2 separate regions of the Sus scrofa genome follow, and region 2 is linked to region 1. A link is a contact called in public Hi-C data. All regions are on one chromosome and are shown on one strand. The core of a region is the stretch at or near the end of the contact, and the rest is flanking DNA. Distances in the headings are between cores, read along the strand shown. Region 1 has its middle 8.9 kb from the start of HP1BP3. Region 2 has its middle 41 kb from the start of ALPL.

Region 1 (7,340 bases), core at 2,729-5,228:
ACTGCCCAATGATGAAAAAATGGAATCTTTTCAAAAGGGGAAAACAGGAGTTCCCATCGTGGCTCAGTGGTTAACTAATCTGACTAGCATCCATGAGGACGAAGGTTCGATCCCTGGCCTCACTCAGTGGGTTAAGGATCCTGTGTCGCCGTGAGCTGTACTGTAGGTCGAAAATTCGGCTCAGATCCTGCGTTACTGTGGCTGTGACCGGCAGCTACAGCTCTGATTTGACCCCCTAGCCTAGGAACCTCCATATGCCTAAAAAGCAAAAAAACAAAAAAACAAAAAACGAAAGGGAAAAACAGAAAACACTGGCTTTGAATATTCCTAAAATACTTGCAGCAAGGCTGTCAGAGTTTCACCCCAAAGTTGGGAAAGAGTAGCATACATATCAACTCTCAAGACTGTTAGTTCAACTATTAAATTTCAATATTTATCAGTGATGTTCCTGTTCTTCCAAACAGAAAAAAAATTTTTTTGACCAAAAACCGTACATGATGATGTTGAAATTCAACCCAATTTTTGTGTCTCTGCTTTATATTCTACTTGGCTGAGCCTATGATACTTAAAAAATAAAAAGATTCTGAAATTTAGTCTAACCAGCTGGCATAGCTGTCTCTATCCACAGGAGGAACAAGGCCAGAGCTGGATGTGACAGCATATGCATTTTTAAGTACCTAATATTTTTAGGAGTTCATTATAGTTTTTTTTTTAGCAAACACTGGTTATTTTTTTTTTTCATTCTTTCATAGGCAGGGCAATGTGTAACTTGCAAAGGACACTAACCATTAATCTTTGTGCAAAAGAAAAAAAAGATTTTGCAATGCCTTCCTTATTGAATCCTAGGGAAAGTGGGAGCTAAAAGCTACCACTTCCTCAGGGCTGTTAGCAGTAGAAGGATAAGCCTGAGGCTTTATGATGTATACTAAGGGAAATGAAACAATAAAAACAATTCTTAACTATACAAAAAATGGTAAACAACATAGGCGAACCATGATCTCCTAGAGTTATGAAGATAGCATAGTTTAATTTTGTATGTGGCTGAACATGACTAAGGTCATAGGCTCTGGTAGAAAAAGAAAACTGGACAGAGGGAGGACATGTCCCAGGTATTCCAGACAGAATGCTGGGGGCTTGATATAGTCTCCTTTAATTAATCCTCACAATGACCTTATGAGATGGATGGTGTTTTACAGATGAGGAAACTGAGGTTTAAATAACCCAGGCAGGATTGTGTTAAAGCCCCTATTTTTCCAATTCCAGGGCTCCAAAGTATATCCATTATGCCATTTTCCCCAGGGCAGAATAGACTTCTGATAGTGAAAGAAAAAAAAAATCTGTATCTATCATATATATACATATATATATATTTTTTGAGAATATATTTTGGAAATCCCTTCAATGTATCTAAGGGCTTGTTATGTTTCTTGAGCTCCTTCCATTCCTTCAGATTCTGATTTAGTAGGTGAAGGTCTGTGAATCTGTATTTCTTTTTTTTTTCTTTTTTTAGGGCCACACCTATGGCATATGAAAGTTCCCAGACTAGGGGTAGAATTGGAGCTGCAGCTGCTGGCCACAGCCACGCCAGATCCTCAACCCACTGAGCGATGCCAGGGATCAAACTCACATCCTTATGGATTCTAACTGGATTCTTAACCTGCTGAGCCACAAAGGGAACTCTTGAATCTGCACTTCTGATGTGTTCATGAGGGCCACTGATACTGCTGGTCTAAGGCCCATACTTTGAATAACCATAACCTTAGATGTAAATTTAATTGCTTACTCCAAAGAGCCAGAAGTTATTCCAGTCTACTGTATTGCTAAATTTTAGAAATGGAAATGATTAAAAGTACTGCCATTCCTGAGTGAGTTTACTTTGGTAGACTGTCTGAATATTGCTGGCTAAGGGAAGTTAAAACAAATCATCACAATAGGAAAAGAGAGGGAACAGTTCCAATCTTTTTTCCTGTTATATAGGATGAGCAAAAGTCTAATTGTAATATCTATAGGGTGGAGTCTTTCAGGTACCAGAATTATCATATAAAAATGAAATATTTTTAAAAAGTCATAGTGTTCCTATGAAAATGGCTTACTCACTTGGCAAGATCTCACCTTCAATAAAATAAAATAGAGTTTAAAACACTGGCAGAGGATTTCCCATTGTGGCTCATGGGGTTAGGAATCTGACTTGTATCGATGAAGATGTGGGTTTGATCTCTGGCTTTGCTTAGTGGGTTAAAGGATCTGGCATTGCTGTGAGTTGTGGTGTAGGTTTCAGAGGTGGCTCAGATCCTGCATTGCTGTGGCTGTGGCCAGTAGCTGCAGTTCTGATTTGACTCCTCTTCTGGGAACTTCCACATGCCTCGGGTGCAGCCCCAAAAAGACCAAAAAAAAAAAAAAAAAAAATGCTGGCAGAACTAGTAGCAGAGACACTTCAGTAGTAATGAGTTCACCCAGTGCGCACATACCTTGGTTTCTAAATACCACTTTTTTTTTTTTTTTTGGTCTTCAGGGCTGCACTTGCAGCATATGGAGGTTCCCAGGCTAGGGGTCAAATTGGAGCTACAGCTGCCAGCCTACACCACAGCTCGGAGCTACAGCTGCCAGCCTACACCACAGCTCACAGCAATGCCAGATCCTTAACCCACTAAGAAAGGCCAGGGATCAAACCTGCAACCTCATGGTTTCTAGTCCGATTCGTTTCCACTGAGCCACTACGGGAAATCCAGAAACACCATTCTACAACAAACCAAGTCTCCTTGAAGAAACTGCTGATACGATGGCTAGGGCAAGGAAAATCAAGACATGCCCTGTGGCATCTTGCCCAAAGTAAGTGCTCTAAAAACAAACAGATGAAGTGCCAAAAAGGTGCATGAACAATTTGAGTTTCCAAGACCAAAACTCGAACAATCTGGGCAACAAAATAGTGTGGTATTAGATTATACCTCAAAGTATGGAATATGTATGAATCTGTACTATAAAAATACTGTAATATATGTGTGTGTATTTACACGTGATAATAACAAACAAAATTTTATCGCAGGAGAATTCCAAAGAATATCATCCAGGAAGGAAGTAGAGCTTAATTCTTAATTCTCTCCTATTCCAACCTCCGTCCCCCATTGGGGGCTAGACTTAGTGACTAGCCTCCAAATAGACCAGAATAAGAAAGGAGAAAAGAAAAATAACTATAATGTGGAGACCCTGGAAACCACCACCTTAACCATGGAGTCAAGGTTAAACATCACCGTGATGTCATGAGGGCACTTCACTTACGTGATTTTGTTAACCCCAAACTCATAACCCCAGTCTAATCATGAGGAGAACATTAGAAAAAAAATCTACTTGAGGACAGTCTACAAAATACCTGACCAAGCTGTCAAGGTCATGACAAACAAGGAAAGATTTAAAAACTGTCAAAGGCCAGAGGACACTAAGAATACATGATGACTCAATGCAATGTGGTATCCTGGATTACATCTAGCACTAGGAAAAGGACAAAAGGGCCACAAGTGAAACCCAAATAAAGTCTGGAGTTTAGTTAACAGCAATGTACCAGTGCTGGCTTCTTTTCCCTTTTTTTGGCCATGACACACAACAGCATGATGTGGGATCTCAATTCTCAAGATGAGGGACCGAACCTAGGCCACAGCAGTGAAAGTGCCAAGTCCTAGCCACTAGACTACCAGCTCCTTCAATGGTGGTTTCTTGGTTTTGATAAATGTCCTGTGGTAATCTAAGACAGTAACAGTAGAGGGAACTGAGTGAAGGGCATATGGAATACCTTCTACTAAATTTGAAAACTTTTCCATAAGCCTAGAATCAGTTCAAAATAAAAATTTATTTTTAAAAAGTTCAGCACATGATTCTATGTAGCTTATTCCTTTGGTATGTAAGTCATTCCATGATTTGGTAATGTAAAATGATGTCTTTGGGGGGGGGTGGTAATGGTAGTCCCAATACTAACAGATTGGCATTTGTCCCTGTGAGTCATACATGTGTTATTTGAAGCTTGTGAGCACATGATGTATCTCTCCCTAGATGTGGAGACTTACAGCTCAAGTTTATTGACAAGGAAAGGTGATCTATAAGATGAACAGAGACTGAAGAGTGGTAAGGGCTCTGTTTCAAGGCATTTTTATTCCTTAATGAGTAATTTTACTCTAATGACATGTAAGCAGCATCGAGCTGTTCATAAATAGTCACTATGTCCAAATGTGCCTCCATGATGAGGACAAATAAAACCTGATTCTAAGGCAAACTACATCTTAACTTTTCTAGGGCAGCTGTAGTAGCCTCATGCAGGAATCTCAACTGCAAGGAAAAATACTCAAGTAGCAACGAAGGAGAGGTCAAAATGACCAGACCCTAGTTGCCAGTGCCAGGATGTCGGGCATCCCAGGTCATACACGTCAAGTACACAGAGTGACCACAGGAAATTCTTAGGAACTTGTTCAGATTTAGCTGACGTTTGTAAACATATTGCCACATTACATCCAGAGAGGTGGCACTTAGAAAACAGTAAGTCAGGAGTTCCTGTCGTGGCGCAGTGGTTAACAAATCCGACTAGGAACCATGAGGTTGCGGGTTTGGTCCCTGCCCTTGCTCAGTGGGTTAATGATCCAGCGTTGCCGTGAGCTATGGTGTAGGTTGCAGATGCGGCTGGATCCTGCATTGCTGTGGCTCTGGCGTAGGCCGGTGGCTACAGCTCCGATTCGACCCCTAGCCTGGGAACCTCCATATGCCGCAGGAGCGGCCCAAGAAATGGCAAAAAGACCAAAAAAAAAAACAAAAACCAAAAAACAAAAAAAACAGTAAGTCAAAAACGGAAAAAAATGAGGGTCTAAACCATGCTGATGTTGCAAACACCTGTGAGGTTTGATCACTTGCTAAATGTTGGAGTTCAAAACAAAAAGCAATGCAATGTATGATTTCATCTGAATCCAGAGAAACAAAAAGTAGATTAAGTGGCTCCCAGGGGCTGAGGAGAGTGGAGAATGAGGAGAGACAACTAAAGGGTATGAGCTTCTTTTCGGCACGATGAAATGTTCTGAAATTAAATAGCGATAGTCACACAACTGTCAATACAGTAAAAACCACTAACTGTACACTCTAAAAGGGTAAATTTTATGGTATGTGAATTGTGTCTCAATAAGAAAAGAGGCAATATCAAAAAAAAAAGAGAGAAAGCAATGCAAAATGTTCCTTTCTCAAACATGGGGAATATGGGAATGCATGAGGGCCAAGGGCATGGTCAAAATAAAAAAAAAACTGGATCCCTACACAAACAAACAAACTTAAATAATGAAAACACAAAACTAATTTCAATAGCCCAAGACTATTTTTTCTAGAAAATAGAAAATGGGTGGCGGGCTGTGTCCATGGCACGCAGAAATTCCCAGGCCAGGAATGGCAACTGCACCACATCAGTGACAACGCCAGATCCCTAAGCCACTTTGCCACAGGAGAACACCTAGAAAGTATTTTTCTTTCTTCGTTTTCTCTTTTTCTCAAGGCCGCACCTGTGGTATATGGAGGTTCTTCAGCTAGGGGTTGAATGGGAGCTACAGCTGCTGGTCTACACCCACAACCACAGCAACTACGGATCTGAACCTTGCCGGCAAGGATCCTTAACCCAATAAATGAGGCTAAGGGCTGAACCTGCATCCTCATGGATACTAGTCGGGTTCATTACTGCTGAGCCATAATGGAAACTCCTAGAATGTATTTTGAAATAAATTAAAAAAAAAAAAAGACAAAAACCAATCAAAGATCTGCCAGGGTAACGAGGGGCAGACATTTCTTAGTGAGATAGGATGCTGATGCAGCATGTAAACCTCTTTTTTTTTTTTTTTTCATGAAGAATGTGAGTTCCATGAGAGTAGACCTCTTTTATTCACTGTTTTATTCTCTGCACTTAGAACACAGTAGAATCTCCATGGTTATTTGCTGAATGAACCAAGTTCATGATGCAGCTATGAACTGGTTTGTTGGTCTATGCAAGAATCCAAAATGAGTTCAGGAGTTCCCATTGTGGCTCAGCGTTAACGAACCCAACTAGTATCCATGAGGATGTGGGTTTGATCCCTGGCCTTGCTCAGTGTATTAAAGATCTAGCATTGCTGTGAGTTGTGGTATAGGCTGCAGATGTGGCTCAGATCTGGTGTTGCTATGGCTGTGGTGTAGGCCAGCAGCTGCAACTCCTATTCAATCCCTAGCCTAGGAACTTCCATACGCCTCAGGTGCAGCCGTAAAAAGAAAAAAAAAAAATTTATTTTGAAAATTGGCATCATGTTCTTTTCCTAAAAAGGGTACAACTCTCACTTAAGCTTTTTTTTTTTTTTTTTTTTTTTTGTAGGCCACACCCTCATTATATGGAGGTTCCCAGGCGAGGGGTCAAATCAGAGCTGTAGCTGCTGGCCTAATCCATAGCCATAGCAACTCAGAATCTAAGCCAAGTCTTCGACCTACACCACAGCTGGATCCTTAACCCACTGAGGCAGGCGAGGGATTGAACCCGCATCTTCACAGACATTAGTCGGATTTGTTTCCGCTGTGCCACAAGAGGAACTCCTCACTTAAATTTGCTGAATAGCTTTTAAGTTAGCTGGTTTGAATACAGGCATAAAACACCTTAATTAATTAACTAAACCTTAATTAATGTATCTGTTCCCAAAGAACAAATAGGTGAAAGAACTTTTGTGACAGCTTGAAGGAGTTGCAAGCATGTCGTGAGGGCCATGTCACCAGTTACTTTAAACCAAAAACCACCAAACCCTGCTTTCCAGTAAGAAAACTACGAAGAGGGTAAGAATCATGACAGTGTTTTGCAAGTTCAGCTGATATTAGTAGGGATCACTATCCCACTTTGCTCATATTTTGCCATTAGGTAACCCTACTAATCCCACCTAACATTCCGCAAGAAGATACTCGAAAGTAACTTTGTAGTCTCACCACACTTCAAGTTATAGGTGAGATTTCAAACACTGTTTCTGTTACTGTGCTATAAATGTTTAATAGCTGAAGCTTTTCTCAGCCCATGAATTCCCCCCCCCCATATTATTCTCTTTCCTCTCTTTCTAATCCTTATTCTTGTCCACATCTAAAATACTGATGAGGAGTTCCCATTGTGTCGCAGCAGAAACAATCCAACTAGGAACCATGAGGATGTGGGTTTAATCCCTGGCATCACTCAGTGGGTTAAGGATCCGGCATTGTCGTGAGCTGTGGTGCAGGTCGCAGACATGTCTCGGATCCCGAGTTGCGTGGCTGTGGTTTAGGTCGGCAGCTACAGCTCTGATTAGACCCCTAGCCTGGGAACCTCCATGTGCTCCGGTTGT
Region 2 (7,340 bases), core at 2,119-4,618, 530 kb after region 1:
GCATTATAAAAATAAAAACCTTTTTATAGCAAAAAAGAGCATAGTTGATATGCAGTGTAGGTACATTTTAATGTACTTGCCGAGGGGGTGAGGGGGAACCACCAAATTCAGCCCTCTGGGGGCCTGTGAAGGTCCTTACAGCAGTCCTGGGCTTCAAACACAGAGGAATGGACATGCCCACAGCAAGGGAGCCAAAGGATGAGCCCACGTGCTCACCCTGTGAGAGGGCTCCCCTCACCCAAATGGGAAAAGAAGGGAACAAATTGATCCAGCCTGCACAGCCAGAGAGGGGCTCCAAGGTTTAAAAAAAAAAAAAAAAAAAAAAAAAAGCAAACAAAAAAAATCACACTGGTACTGACTCACAGACTTTGAAAAAGTTATGGTTTCCAAAGGAGACAGGTTTGGGTGGGGGGATGGGGTGAGGGTTTAGGGATGGAAATGCTAAAAAATTGGGTTGTGATGATCATTGTACAACTATAAATGTAATAAAATTCATTGAGCAATTAAAAAATAAATAAAAACGGAGTTCCCGTCGTGGCGCAGTGGTTAACGAATCCGACTAGGAACCATGAGGTTGCGGGTTCGGTCCCTGCCCTTGCTCAGTGGGTTAACGATCCAGTGTTGCCGTGAGCTGTGCTGTAGGTCGCAGACGCGGCTCGGATCCCGCGTTGCTGTGGCTCTGGCGTAGGCCGGTGGCTACAGCTCCGATTCAACCCCTAGCCTGGGAACCTCCATATGCCGTGGAAGCGGCCCAAGAGATAGCAACAACAACAACAACAACAAAAAAAAGACAAAAAGACAAAAAATAAATTAAAAAAATAAATAAAATAAAAACCACTGGCACAGCCCATAAAAGGCTCAGAATTGCAAGGGGTGATTTCGATTCTGCAAAACATCATCCAACACGTGAAATGAAAGCATTCATCTGAATGTTATCAGCTCTGTAGTTGTGGGGGTTTTGTTTTGTTTTGTTTTTTGTCTTTTTAGGGCCGCACCTGTGGTATATGGACGTTCCCAGGCTAGGGATCAAATCAGAGCTGTAGCCGCCTCCAGCCCACACCACAGCCACAGATCTGAGGCACTATTTGCAACCTACACCTCAGTCCAAGGCAACACTGAATCCTTAACCCACTGAGCGAGGCTGGGGATTGAACCTGCATCCTCATGGATACTAGTCAGGTTCTTAACCCACTGAGCCACAATGGGAACTCCTATAGCTTTGTGTTGGTTTGTAATTTATAACTTGGCTTTATGGTTATGTAGGAATCCTTGGAGTTTGTACCTAGCTTTATATCTTAAGGAACCGTATAGTAAAAACATGTCAAAGCAGTGGTATCTGGCTGAGACATTCTCCTTCCTTCTGGAGAGCCCGTCTACATGTTATTCAGGTTCTGAAACACTGCCAGAGGCGCAGCGACCTACAGAAGGGCACTGAGTGGGGGCTGAGCTGGTGGGAGCACGGCCTCGGGGAGGTGAACAAGGCAGCACGTTCTGGATGACCAGCAGTACAGCAGGGCTGGCACGAGGCTTGCACTCCTCAGGTCAAGAATGAAGGCCCTCTGGGAGTTCTCGTCTATCGCAGTGGTTAACGAATCTGACTAGGAACCATGAAGTTGTGGGTTCGATCCCTGGCCTCACTCAGTGGGTTAAGGATCTGGCGTTGCCGTGAGCTGTGGTGTGGGTCACAGACGCGGCTTGGATCTGGCGTTGTTGTGGCTCTGGTGTAGGCCGGCAGCTACAGCTCCGATTCAACCCCTAACCTGGGAACCACTCAACCCCTAACCTGGGAACCACCATATGCTTCTGGTGTAGCCCTAGAAAACACAAAAAAAAAAAAAAAAAAAAAAGAATGAGGGTCCTCTTTTGAGCCTCAAAGGGTCAAGGGTAGGACCCAGGATGCCCCAGGGGCTTGATGGAGACTGGCCGCCCCCTGCAATTTCCTGGTTGGGGAGTGTCCTGCGTCTCCAGGCTGAAGGTGGAAGATGTATTTATCCTGTCCAGTGGCTCCACTGGCTCCAGTCAGTACACTGAGGCTTCATTGCACGTTGGCCAAATACGAGGGACCAGAAAGAACATGTCTCTCAGAGTTGTCTTGTGCACAGAAGGCTGGGGATCCAGCATTGTCATTGCAGTGGCTTGGGTTGCTGCTGTGGCTCGAGTTCCATCCCTGGCCCAGGAACTTGTGCATACCACGGGTGTGGCCAAAAAAATAGAAAAAAAGACTGCCTTTCCTTTCTTCCAACCCACCAGTAATTGGTTTAGTTCTACCTCCAAAGCATATCCAGCCCAGCCCCTCCACTCCCAGCCTCCACACTCCTTTCCCTGTGCTGCGTGAAGTGTGCCCTCACCCATCTCCCTGCTCTGCCCTTGCCCCCCTCCCAGAGCCACTTCTTCACACACAGAAAGAAGGAGACTCCGAGGGTGTAAATACTCTGTTCTCAAAACTTTACTGGCTTCACCAAAGCTCAGAATTAAATTCATGATAGCCTTCAAAGGCCTGAGCTACTCACTCCACCCACCTCTGCCCCCTCCTCTCCTCCCCCCTCCCCTTGGCTAACCCAGCACCTGTCACTCTGTTCCTACTGCTCCTAGAAAATGCCAAACCCATTAGGTTTCGGGGTCCTTGCCTCTGCTGTTTCCTGAACTCAGCATGCTTGTCCTCCAGGGTGGAGCAGGGTGGCTCCTTCTTACCTAAGTCTCATCACACAGGTCACCTTCCCAGCAGGGCCCTTTCCTCAGCTCCCCTAGATGTCACAGCTCCACCACTGCTGCCCCTGCTCTGCCACCCACACTCTGTTTCGATTCATGAAGGTGTCTGGTCAATATATTCATTACTCTTTTAATAGCTAAGTGGATAGCAGGTCTCGAGGACCCGTGAGGGCAGGGCCACCTCTGTCCTATCCACTATTGATCTCCAGCACCATAAACAGGCTTGGCACATAGCAAGGTGCTTAGTAAAGGTATATTGAGTAAATGTGATAATATTTCGCACCCACGAGAATGGCTAGAATCAAAAGGGTGAGGATGCGGAGAAGTTAGAACTTTTTATACATTGCTGGTAGATGTGGAAAATGAAGCCATTTTGAGCTGGTAAGTTCTCAGAAAGATTAAACACAGACTTGCCATATGACCCGTTAATTCTCCTTGGTGGAGGTATATACATAAGAGAGTGAAAGCCTATGTCTACACAAAAACTCGTTCATGAAGGCTCACAGTCCCACACTATTCATAATTGCCAAACACTGGAAATAACCCAAATGTCTGCCGGCTGACAAATATATAAATGAAACGTAGTATATCATTACAATGCAATACTATTCAGCAACAAAGAGGAATGAAGTAAGGATACATGTTACAACACGGACAAACCTCAAAAACATATACTCGGTTTAAAAAGCCAGACACAAAAGACCACATGTTGCATGATTTCATTCACATGAAATGTCCAGGATAGACAAACCCATAGAGACAGACAGTAGACTCGTGGTTTCCAGGGGCTAGAGGAGGGGAAAATGGGAGTGACTGCTAATGAGAATGAAGTCTTTTTTAGGATGATGAAATGTCCTGGAATTAGATGGTGGTGATGGTTGCACAACTTTGGGAATATACCAAGAGCCGCTGCATTGTATTCCTCAAAAGGATGAAGTTTATGCCATGTGGATTATTCCTCAATTAAAAAAAAAACTGGGATATTAATATTCCTAGCAGCATTAGTCATGATAGCCAAAAAGTAGAAAAAACCCAGAAAAAATCAGTCCGTCAACCGATTGATGGATAGACAAAGTGTGGCTTATCTATTTGATGGAATATTATTCTGCACTAAAAAGGAAAGAAAGAAATACTGTTATAGGAATTCCCATTGCAGCTCAGCGGAAATGAATCTGACTAGTAGCCATGAGGTTGAAGGTTGGATCCCTGGCCTCGATCAGTGGGTTAAGGATCTGGCATTGCCGTGAGCTGTGGTGTAAGTTGAAGACTCGGCTCGGATCTGGCGTTGCTATGGCTGTGATGTAGGCTGGCAGCTGTAGCTCTGATTGGACCCCTGGCCTGGGAACCTCCATATGCCACTGGTGCAGCCCTAAAAGGACAAAAGACAAAAGACAAAAAAAAAAAAGAAATACTGATATACTGATATAGGCTACAACACGGTCGAAACTTGAAAACATTACAATAAGTGAAAGAAGCCAGTCACAAAAGAATGCATGTTCTGGAGTTCCTGTCGTGGCTCAGTGGTTAACGAATCTGACTGGGAACCATGAGGTTGTGGGTTTGATCCCTGGCCTTGCTCAATGTGTTAAGGATCCAGCGTTGCTGTGAGCTTTGGTGTAGGTCACAGATGTGCCTCGGATATGTCATTGCTGAGGCTGTGGCTGTGGCTGGCAGCTACAGCTCTGATTGGACCCCTAGCCTGGGAACCTCCATGTGCTGTAGGAGCGGCCCTAGAAAAGGCAAAAAGACAAGAAAAAGAAAAAAAAATGCGTGTTCTGTGATTCCATCTATAAGAAATGTCCAGAAGAGGTAAATCTATAGACACGGAAAATAAATTGGTGGTTGCCCAGGGCAAGGAGGGAGAGGAATAGGGGGCAGATGGCTGGGAAATGATTGCCCATGGGTACAAGGCTTCTTTGGGGGATGAAAATGTTCTGAAATAGGATTACAGTGATGGTCGCACAATACTGTAAATATACTAGAAATCATTGTACGGTCGACTTTAAAGTGGGTGAACTTTTATGGTATACAAATTACATCTCAAGTTCTCCCTGTGACCTAACCCCATTCAAGCTGGTGGAGGAACCATCTGAGATGGAGCACAACTGCCCCCTGGTGGTAGTCAGGAGTGAGTACTTGGGAACATGGTCATGGGGACAGATGTGGGTAAGAGGCTAGCTTTTTTTTTTTTGGATTTAAATATATGTTTCAGGTGTATAATATTATAATTTGACATCTGTATACATTACAAAGTGAGCACCACCACAAGTCTAGTTATCATCCCTTACCATAAAGTTCCTTACCATACATACATTATCATACCCTTCACTTCATCCAACCCCTAATCCCTTCTCTGGTAAACTCTTATCTCTATGAGTTTTTGGTTTTATTTTGTTTGGTTGTTGTTGTTGTTGTTTGAATTTCACACATGAGTGAGATCATATTGTATTTTTCTTTCTCCATCTGACTTATTTCACCTGACACAATACCTTCACGTTCCATTCATGTTGAGCAAATGGCAGGATTTCACTCTTTTTTTATAGCTAATATTCCATTGTGTATATATATGTTTTTTTTCCTTTAAGAGGTCAGACTGCTTTTAGCTTTTTTTGCCTTTTTTTTTTTTTTTTTTGCTATTTCTTGGGCCGCTCCTGCTGCATATGGAGGTTCCCAGGCTAGGGGTCGAATCGGAGCTGTAGCCATCGGCCTACACCAGAGCCACAGCAACTCGGGATCCGAGCCGCATCTGCGACCTACACCACAGCTCATGGCAACGCCCGATCGTTAACCCACTGAGCAAGGGCAGGGACTGAACCCGCAACCTCATGGTTCCTGTAGGATTCGTTAACCACTGCGCCACGAAGGGAACTCCGCTTTTAGCTTTTTTAAAAACTTCACTTATATTAAATTGATACCATATTACCTCAATTGGAAACTTAGCCTCAAAATTGTGAACTCCTGAAAGTGTTATTGATCAAGTTTGCTATCAAGTTAAATCTGGAAAATTATGGTGGTTGCATTCAAAAGATTAATGATTAATGAGTAATAAACATTTCCTTCCTCCTGAAAAAAATGGTGACATATATATATATATATATACATCACATCTTCTTCCATTCATCCATCTATGGACCCTTAAGTTGTTTCCATATCTTGGCTATCATATACAATGTTGCAGTGAACATGAGGATGCATATATCTTTTAGAACTAGTGTTTACCTGTACTTTGGATAAACACCCAGAAGTAGAATAGCTGGGTCATATGGTAGTTCTACTGTTTTTGGAGGAATCTTCATACCCTTTCTCGTTGTGGCTCAGCAGAAACAAACCTGACTTGTATCCATGAGGAAGCAGGTTCAGTCCTGGCTTTGCTCAGTGCGTTATGGATCTGGCGTTGCCGTGAGCTGTGGTGTAGGGTGCAGAGGTGGCTTGGATCGCACTTTGCTGTGGCTGTGGGGTAAGCTGGCAACAACTGCTCCAATTCAACCCCTAGCCTGGGATCTTCCACATGCCATGGGTACAGCCCTAAAAAGACCAAAAAAAAAAAAAAAAAAAACAGCCCAGCCAACAGTGTGCAGGGATTTGTAGCCTCTCCAACATTTGTTACTTCTTATCTTCTTATCATTTTAGTAATAGTCATTCTATCAGGTATGGGGTGATATCTCATTGTGGTTTTGATTTGCTTTTCCTTGGTAAGGGATGTTGAACCACTTTTCATGTTGGCCATCTTGTTGCCTTTTTTGGAAAAAAAAATGATTTCAGATACTCATCTCTTAATCAGGTTTTTTGTTTTACTATTGTTGAGTTGTATTTATTCTTTATATGTTTTGGATGTTAATTCCTTATGAGATATTTAATTTGCAAATATCTTCTCCCATTCAGCAGGTTGCCTTTTTGTTCTGATGATGGTTTCCATGGCTGCGCGGAAGCTTTTTAGTTTGATGTAGTCTCATTTATTTTTTGTTTTATTTCCTTTGCCTCAGGAGTCAAATCTACAAAAACACCACTAAGACCAATGTCAGTGAGATTACTACCTATGTTTTCTTCTAGGAATTTTAGGGTTTCAGGTCTTATGTTCAAGTCTTTTATCCATTTTGAGTTAATTTTTGTGTATGATATGAGATAGTGGTCCGGTTTCATCCTTTTGCATGTGGGTGTCTAGTTTTCCCAACACAATTTATTGACGATACCATCCTATCCCCATTATATATTTCTGGCTATTTTGTTGTAAATGAGTTGTCCATATATGTGTGTTTATTTCTGGGTTCTCAATTCTCTTCCATTCATCTGTGCGAACACCATAATATTTTGATTACTATAGCTTTGAAGAATTGCTTGAAATCAGGGAGTGTGTTGCCTCCAGCTTTACTCTTCTTTCTCAAGATTGTTTCGGCTATTCAGTGTCTTTTCCATACAAATTTCCATACCAATTTTAGAATTATTTATTTTAGTTTGGTGAAATGTGCCACTGGAATCTTGATAGGAATGGCATTGAATCTGTAAATTACTTTGGGTAATATGGATGTTTTTAACAATATTAATTTTTTGAGCACAGAATATCTTCTGCTATTATTACTATTAGTACTATTATTTTGCTTTTTAGGGCCACACCCATAGCATACAGAGGTTCC

What was found. Hi-C and Micro-C count contacts between places; a contact is called where the count stands out from the background.
Region 2: a contact with region 1 is called in a Hi-C map of embryonic fibroblasts, with 2.8 times the contacts expected there. The contact joins two enhancer-like sites. A contact is called at or near these places in 1 of 5 promoter capture datasets (fetal skeletal muscle) and 1 of 47 Hi-C or Micro-C datasets (embryonic fibroblasts).

What each region holds. Positions count from the first base shown.
Region 1 is chr6:79,013,138-79,020,477 of Sscrofa11.1, forward strand. No RefSeq gene overlaps it. Among named protein-coding and RNA genes, the nearest start is that of HP1BP3, 8.9 kb to the left of the region's middle. Within about 2 kb of position 3,979, at least 5 of the 83 cell types and tissues checked have an H3K27ac peak or open chromatin away from gene starts, as enhancers often do. A contact at or near this core is called in embryonic fibroblasts, where this site is marked.
Region 2 is chr6:79,544,678-79,552,017 of Sscrofa11.1, forward strand. No RefSeq gene overlaps it. Among named protein-coding and RNA genes, the nearest start is that of ALPL, 41 kb to the right of the region's middle. Within about 2 kb of position 3,369, at least 4 of the 83 cell types and tissues checked have an H3K27ac peak or open chromatin away from gene starts, as enhancers often do. A contact at or near this core is called in embryonic fibroblasts, where this site is marked.